2 separate regions of the Pan troglodytes genome follow, and region 1 is linked to region 2. A link is a contact called in public HiChIP or PLAC-seq data. All regions are on one chromosome and are shown on one strand. Each heading gives the region's core, a stretch centred on a gene start, on an enhancer-like site or on the middle of the called end of the contact. The rest is flanking DNA. Distances are from core to core; before and after follow the strand shown. Region 1 holds the start of CMC1 (C-X9-C motif containing 1). Region 2 holds the start of EOMES (eomesodermin).

Region 1 (3,890 bases), core at 1,199-3,698, 530 kb before region 2:
TTAGGAGTTCCAGACCAGCATGGCGAACACGGCGAAACCTCATCTCTACTAAAAATACAAAAATTAGCCGGCCGTGGTGGCGGGCGCCCGTAATCCCAGCTACTCAGGAGGCTGCGGTGGGAGAATTGCTTGAACCCAGTAGGCGGAGGTTGCAGTGAGCAGAGATAGCGCCACTGCACTCCAGCCTGGGCGACAGAGTGAGACTCCATTTCAGTAAAATAAAAAAAAAAGATACCATAAATTATATGGGCCTAAACTTGAACCTTCCTTACTCACCCCTCACTTACACTCTACCCCTTCTACCCTCAAGAACCAAATCATGGTAGTCATCCTGAAACCAAGCATCGCACAGTGCACCTTACTATCTAAACCTTTGCTCATAGGGCTGCCTCTTCTCCAGCTCCAACCACTGGAAATTCCATCCCTCAAAGCCCAGATCAACTGCTAACTGCTTCATAACCACCTAGTCCAAAATGAATATGATCATTATGTTCCAGAACTCCTCTATGCTTCAAATTAGAGTACTCCCTGATCTACCACTACCTGCTGGACTAGTCACTTAACTTCTCTTCGCCTCAGTTTCCTAATCTGTAAAATGGAGCTAAAAGGACCTACCATGCCACATATTATTGTTGGATAATAGAGAACACTTAGCATGGTAATAACATGTTCAATTAAAACATTATTTCTGTGCTACATATATTTTTCATGCTCCTTGAAGGCTCCGAAAGAGCATTTTCCATTTCTGAATCTCCCAAGTTTGACGCCATTTACCTCTCAATGTTTTGACTTTTTGTATCCATAAAATGAAAGAAATGGACTAGACCAACTACCATTCCCTCCAAAAATGTTACCTATTCCCTTGCAAAAATAGCCTAACGCAAAGATACTGCAGGTGACCTTCCACAAGGACGGGAATTCGAGGGGAAGTTAACTATTGCTGCAAACGGAAGTGGCTGGAAGCAAAGAGATTAAAACAACATTCAAGATTTTGAAGATCCTTTCCAAAGAAACTGACTCCTGCCATAGTGATGGATCCTTTGAAATATGTTTTTAAGTTGGGTTACAAGGATGAACTCGGGGTCCATGAACTCCCAAACAGAAATGTAAAACTGTGCGCCAGAACAAATATACAAATTTTTCTGGGGCCAGAGTGTCTGCAGCATACATTAAATGCATCTGTGACCTTAAGGGGCGAAAAGAGGGTGACAATGAAGAGACTAGTCGCGTTAAGTTGGAAACCACAATGGATGATACTTTAGACAACAAACGCAACCTCAGATAACCATAATCCCCAACAAGTGAGAAGATGACCTAAGACCGGGCGAAGCCGCCGCCGGGTATGAGGAGACGCTGGTGGAAGCAATGCTACCCAGAGCTCTGCACCTTTCCCAGGTCGGCCTCCAGCCCGCACGGCCCGCGGCGTGAGACCCGGGGCGAGGCCCCTCGGCAAACCCCGCTTCCCGCCCCGGTACCTGCGGGGTCGAGCGCCATCTCGGCGGGCCGAGAAGAACGTAGCCGCTTGGCGGCTCCGGGGCACGCAGGAAGGGGAGTGGAGGGGAGGGGCTTGGGCTCGGACGCACGTGCGACCTCCGGGAGCTTCCCGCAACAGAAACGCGGGCCCTTTGCAAAGCACCGCCAGGACCCGTTCCCTCTTCCTTCCCAGGCTCCTACTTCCGCCGCCCGTTGCGCCTGCGCCCTTCTGGCCCCGCCCCAATCCTGTAACTAGAGTGGAACTGACTTCGCAGGGGGAATGAACAGGAAAGGGGGCGTGTCTGCGTGCCTTTGGGGCGGGACCGTGCAGGACGCGCGCAGCCTCGCTTCAGGAGGCTTGTGCACCAGTTGCAGACCCGGGTCGGCCGTGACTGGAGGCGGACCTGCAGGACTTTGGGACTGTGCCTCACTCGGTGACTGGGTCAGAGTCCGAGCCCCGTCCCCCATACCCGCCTTCGGAGAACCAAATGAATCATCCAGTTCCTTTTCTTTTCTTCGTTAACGTTCATTCATTCATAAATGTCTATTTCATGCCTGCCAAGTTCCAGCCACGGTTCTGAATACGAGGGGAAAATAACAATAAAAATAACGTCCCTGTTCTCAAGGAGCAGTGTGGCAGAGGAGACAAATAAAAGCAACACGCTGTTAAATGTGATAAACGCCACACGCACTAGTTGTTCACAGCTTGTTCTACCATAAAGGTGATATGGTGCGTGCAATATCGTTATTTCTCCTTCAAATCAAAAACTGTGGCTCTCCTAGACGTTAAAATGTGGGCTCTAGAAGTACCTCTATGTTGTGAAATAATATCCTCAGGACGTACAGTATGATTTGGGTGATGTTACAAATCCTGCCTCTATCAGTAAAAGCTGTATGTTTTGTGAGAGTAAAATGAAGGAAGGTAATAGCCGTCCCGCTGAAGACCCACTACTCACCTCTTCTCAATAGAAGAAACTTTCTAGGTGGCACTTAGGTTCATTTCCACTCACAAACCAGCCTTCAGAAGTGCTTCCTTGTCAAATTCACGTTTAACTGGCTCGAGCCACCAAAGGGTGAGGTGCGGCCTGGGACAGATGGGACAGATGTTTAGAAAAACAAGGAGCAGCTGCTTCTTCCCTGCAAGGGATTCAGGGCTTTCAAAATGATCCCCTCCCCACCTACCTGCAGTCCCTCCTCCCCTGCTGCTGCTTCCGCCTGGTCAGTTGGCAGAAAAGCTGAGGCAGTTGAGCAGGGCTGGGAAAGTGGGTCTCTGCTCAGCAGGTCTCCCGTTTAAGGGCCTATTTGGGCATAACGGCCCTTATTACAGCTGTAGGTTGAGGTGCCAAGGTGAAGAATTAACGTTTCACTCACCCAGCCAGGGAATCAGGTCCTTTTCCTTGTATATTTTGTAAATATGCTGAGAAATACACCAAAATGACTCTGGTATGCCTCTTTTATTGTTCTGAAGGTGAAGGATTTGATTTAGAAAGCTAAAGCAATCTTTTTGAGGAGATGGAGTATGAAAACACAGGTCAGACACCCATATTCAAGTATTAAACTAAATCTTTCTATATGCAAAAGGGTATTATGGTAACGGAGGAAAGTTTGATCTGTTATCTTAGTGAGTTGAGTAAGTTCTATCATTTTTCTGGACTTTGGTTTCCAATTTACAAGGTTGTTCTGAGGAATAAATGTGATATCATATAATGCATTTGAAAGACTTTAAAGGACCACTTCTACCATTTCTGCCATAGCTATTACTTGAAACATTACTATTTAACATTTGTTTTTAAATCAACACACTTTTTAAAAACACTTAAATAGGCACTATTTACTTTAGCCTTATCCTAAGCAACAGTATCTGTAATATCATGGGTTTTGTGTGCCCCATAGAATGAACTGCTAGACGTATCACACCAGGGGAAGCACTAGCAAAAACAGTAGCCCAATACCTGATACATAATAGTATATCTCTCTCTACTCCCATGTTAAACCAGATACTTTGGGGGGAAACTGAGTCTTTACAATCTATACCTAGGGAAGGTAAGTCATTTTTTAAGTTAAGCGAATGTAATTGGCAATTAAAAACAGAAGAAATTTCCTGAGGCATCGCATTATTAATAGGCAATTCTTTGGGTAGTAACTGCAAAAGGAGCTCAAGGAAAGAGGAGAGGACATCATCCTGGAAATTAGGAACAGTGTCTTACCCAGCTGTGATCCCTAGAGCTCAGGCAACGTCTGGTAACCGGTGACCCCACAAAAGCCTTTCTCAAAGGATTGAATGCCGCAATGGTTAGGAAAGACTTCAGAGATAAGTTAGAAGTTATGCTCGGCCTTGAAAGATGGGTAGAATGAGTAGACAGAAAAAAGGGCATCTCATGCTGGGAGAAAAATGAGAGCAAAAGCATCTGGGATTT
Region 2 (3,834 bases), core at 42-2,541:
GACGGCCCCGCTCTTGAATCTATCTGAGGAAACGCAGCGAAGAAACAAGCAGCTGGAGTTTAATTCAATATCAAACTGATTATTTCACTAATTATTCTACCTTCTGTATTTGCCGCAGAGCAGAGGCGCAGGGAATCCTAACTGTGGGGCTGTTAGGGAAGCTTTGTTTCTTGGTGTCAGGCCTAACTGAAGATGGTGGTGAAGGGACGGAATCCGGGATCAGGAAAACTGAGCAGAAAGGATTTTAAATTGTGGGGAATAAAAGTGACTGTCTCCCCGAAAGCAGTTGTGTTGGCGTGAGTATGAAGTTGGTGTTAGCTCGCTTAGTTTCACTCTTGTCCTGTCCCCAGTACCCTGTCCAAGCTTCTGATTTAGAAGCTGAGAGCTTAGGTCCTCCAGGATGGCAATGTGCTCTGGCCGTCCCCGGAATCCCAAAAGCTTAGCGCGAGTTTCCTCTCTACAAACCTTTCCCACTGGGTAAAAGGATGGGAACAAACAAAAAGTGGTTCCTGTGCGTTGAAGGCCAGGGAGTTTGCCTTCGACAAGAGGAAGGTGTGCTTTGAAGTTACAGCTTCCGACGAGGAAAGAGACTTCCTTGGGCCTGTCTCCAACTCGCCCCAGTTTCCCCAGCCTCCGGGACGGGCGCTTCCCTGCAAGCTATCAGCTTGAAGAGTCTTTCTCTCTCTGGCCTCTAAAATCTGCTCCAGCCATCTCATTCCTCCAGCGGAGGGCTGAGATGACTAATGCGCCAAGGGTGGACACGGCTACGGAGACCCCAAACTTTGTCCCCCTAAATTCCGGCGAAATTACAGACACCAGGATTGATTATCACAGCGGGACGCAGTCTCAAAAAAAAATCAGGCTAAAGGAAAAGAAAGTCACAGGCGACTTGATCCAATTAGTAAATGCCTAATTGAATTAGTGTCACCTCCATCAGCCAATAGGAGGGTCTCCGGGCTGTGAGGCCGGGAAGCCCCTCCCTGGCCGCAAATATATAAAGCAGCTAGTGACAGCCCATTAGTTTCCAAGTGGTCAACTTGACCGATGCTTTGGCAATTGAAAAAGGGCAGAAAGGCGCGGGCTAGTGGGTGGATGGGGACAAAGATCTAAGTCACCTTCTTCCAGCGTGTGAGCCTGGGAGGAGGGTGGGGGTCCTGAGGAGCAAGAGGTACGAGGAAGGAAAAGGAGAGGGCTTCTGGGTTAGTTTCCACCTCCTGCTTTCCAACTCACGGCGCTTTCCTTCCGGAAAGGACGCTGGATTCAGGGCGCGCCAGTACGCGCAGTAGCGGCCGGCGAGTCGGCAGGTGGGTAGCCCCGGCGCAGGAGGAAGGGGAAGTTACCTTCCCCTCGGAAGAGGGCGCTGGCTCCCCCATCCTGCCTTTATAATAAGGCCACGGGAGGAGAGGAAGCAGCCAGCTGCCGTCTGCGCTTTGCAAAGCATGCAGTTAGGGGAGCAGCTCTTGGTGAGCTCAGTGAACCTGCCTGGCGCGCACTTCTACCCGCTGGAGAGTGCGCGAGGCGGCAGCGGCGGGAGCGCTGGCCACCTCCCCAGCGCGGCCCCCTCTCCTCAGAAGTTGGACTTAGACAAAGCGTCCAAGAAGTTTTCCGGCAGTCTCTCCTGCGAGGCGGTGAGCGGGGAGCCCGCAGCCGCCAGCGCAGGGGCCCCCGCGGCCATGCTTAGTGACACCGACGCCGGGGACGCATTTGCCAGCGCTGCGGCAGTGGCCAAGCCGGGGCCCCCGGACGGCCGCAAGGGCTCCCCCTGCGGGGAGGAGGAGCTGCCCTCCGCCGCTGCAGCCGCCGCCGCCGCCGCCGCGGCTGCGGCCACTGCGCGCTACTCCATGGACAGCCTGAGCTCCGAGCGGTACTACCTCCAGTCCCCCGGTCCTCAGGGGTCGGAGCTGGCTGCGCCCTGCTCACTCTTCCCGTACCAGGCGGCGGCTGGGGCGCCCCACGGACCTGTGTACCCGGCTCCTAACGGGGCGCGCTACCCCTACGGCTCCATGCTGCCCCCCGGCGGCTTCCCCGCGGCTGTGTGCCCACCCGGGAGGGCGCAGTTCGTCCCAGGAGCCGGTGCGGGCAGTGGCGCGGGCGGTAGCAGCGGCGGGGGCGGCGGCCCGGGCACCTATCAGTACAGCCAGGGGGCTCCGCTCTACGGGCCGTACCCTGGAGCCGCAGCGGCGGGATCTTGCGGAGGACTGGGGGGCCTGGGGGTTCCAGGTTCTGGCTTCCGTGCCCACGTCTACCTGTGCAACCGGCCTCTGTGGCTCAAATTCCACCGCCACCAAACTGAGATGATCATTACGAAACAGGGCAGGTGAGCGCAGCGTGGAGGGGCCCCTGGGTTCGGGGATAAAGGGTGACGTGTGGTCCTGGGGAAGGTCCGGGATGAGGGAGCTGAACCCAGTTGTTCCGCGCGGTGCTTAGAGTGTTTCACCGCGCGCAATAAATCTCCGTAGACACCGCATCTCCAATGCGGTGTCCCTCTGTGTCAGTGCCCCGGCGGCTCTTGCAGGGTGCCAATGTTACGGCTGTACACCGCTTTTCCCTCCCATCATCCTCACCTGAACAGACCTGGAGGAGGCGGAAATGGAAATTAGGGCACGTCCACAAGCTGGATTCGTTAGATCCTCCTGCTCGGCGGTATGCTGGTGCATGCCTGCATGCCGGCAAGGAGCCACGGATAGGGAAGGCTCAAGAGCTGGCCACCTGAGCGCAGTAGATGGGCTCCCGCAGTTTTAGGCGCCAGGGTCTCCACGGGGCGTCTCCGGGAGGTGGGCGTGAAGGCTAGAGCGCCGGCCTCGGAAGCTCGGTCCGAGTAGGTGGTTAGATCTGCCCTGGAGCCAGACCTGGCTCGGGTTCGGTGCGCGAGAAAGTTCTGATATACATCCAACTGCTAACACTGGCTACTTCTGGGGAAAGGGAGGGGTGGGTGCTGAGAGAGGGGCACTCAAAGGGGACTTTTAGCCTAAAGTTTTAATATATATTTTTAACAAGAATAACCTAATATTGTTCTCTGGTACTTTTCAAAATGGTGCATTTAAAAATTAGTAGTTTTTAACATTCTAGGAGAAAAATTTTAAGAGCGTCTGAAAGGGCCGAGAATATGAGCCTTCGGAAGCACGCGAATTTGGAATATACCGATGTTAGGGCAAGCTTTTTTTTTTTTTTTTTTTGAAAAGACGGAAAGGTTCCAAGAGTTGCCAACTCAAAAATATTTTACATAGTTTCAGACCACTTGATCTACCAGCATTCTGTTCACTGCAAACTTTTAAATGTGTTCCGACCCTATCCCAGGTGTCTGGGGGAACCCGCTGGGGCCTGGGCCTGTTCTAGGACATCCCAATTTAAATCGATTTTTCTGGTTCTATTCCCTTGCACAGGCGCATGTTTCCGTTCTTGAGCTTCAACATAAACGGACTCAATCCCACTGCCCACTACAATGTGTTCGTAGAGGTGGTGCTGGCGGACCCCAACCACTGGCGCTTCCAGGGGGGCAAATGGGTGACCTGTGGCAAAGCCGACAATAACATGCAGGGTGAGCAGAGAAGAGGCTCGGGCCGGGGAGGAACGGGCGGGAAGAAATCGTAACCCTTGACTCAGACAACTCACATTTAAATGTAGCACTTTTTTTCCCCTTCCATTCTGAGGCCTAGAGGTGTTAGTATGAGTTTCTTTGAGTTGCTTGTTTGACGGAGAGGAGAGTTTGCTAAGTCAGATTTCTTGTCTGCCAATATATAGATATTTAGAACCTTTAACTAAGACATCACCGCGCCCCCCAATCCCTACGTTTAACAAATCAGTAGTCATAAGCTCTCCAGGTGGGAAGGGCTC

What was found. HiChIP or PLAC-seq counts read pairs in DNA pulled down with a chosen protein or histone mark.
Region 1: an H3K4me3 HiChIP or PLAC-seq map of stem cell-derived excitatory neurons shows a contact between it and region 2, with 8 times the contacts expected there. The contact joins the promoter of CMC1 here to the promoter of EOMES in region 2. A contact is called at or near these places in 1 of 7 Hi-C or Micro-C datasets (stem cell-derived neural progenitor cells) and 1 of 1 datasets of contacts at active chromatin or transcription factors (stem cell-derived excitatory neurons).

What each region holds. Positions count from the first base shown.
Region 1 is chr2:32,222,443-32,226,332 of NHGRI_mPanTro3-v2.0_pri, reverse strand. It overlaps CMC1 (C-X9-C motif containing 1), which reads right to left and starts at 2,448. Exons shown (of 4, transcript XM_063805534.1): 1 at 2,430-2,448.
Region 2 is chr2:31,694,031-31,697,864 of NHGRI_mPanTro3-v2.0_pri, reverse strand. EOMES (eomesodermin) reads left to right here and starts at 1,291. Exons shown (of 6, transcript XM_009445060.5): 1 at 1,291-2,317; 2 at 3,384-3,538. The coding sequence starts at 1,440.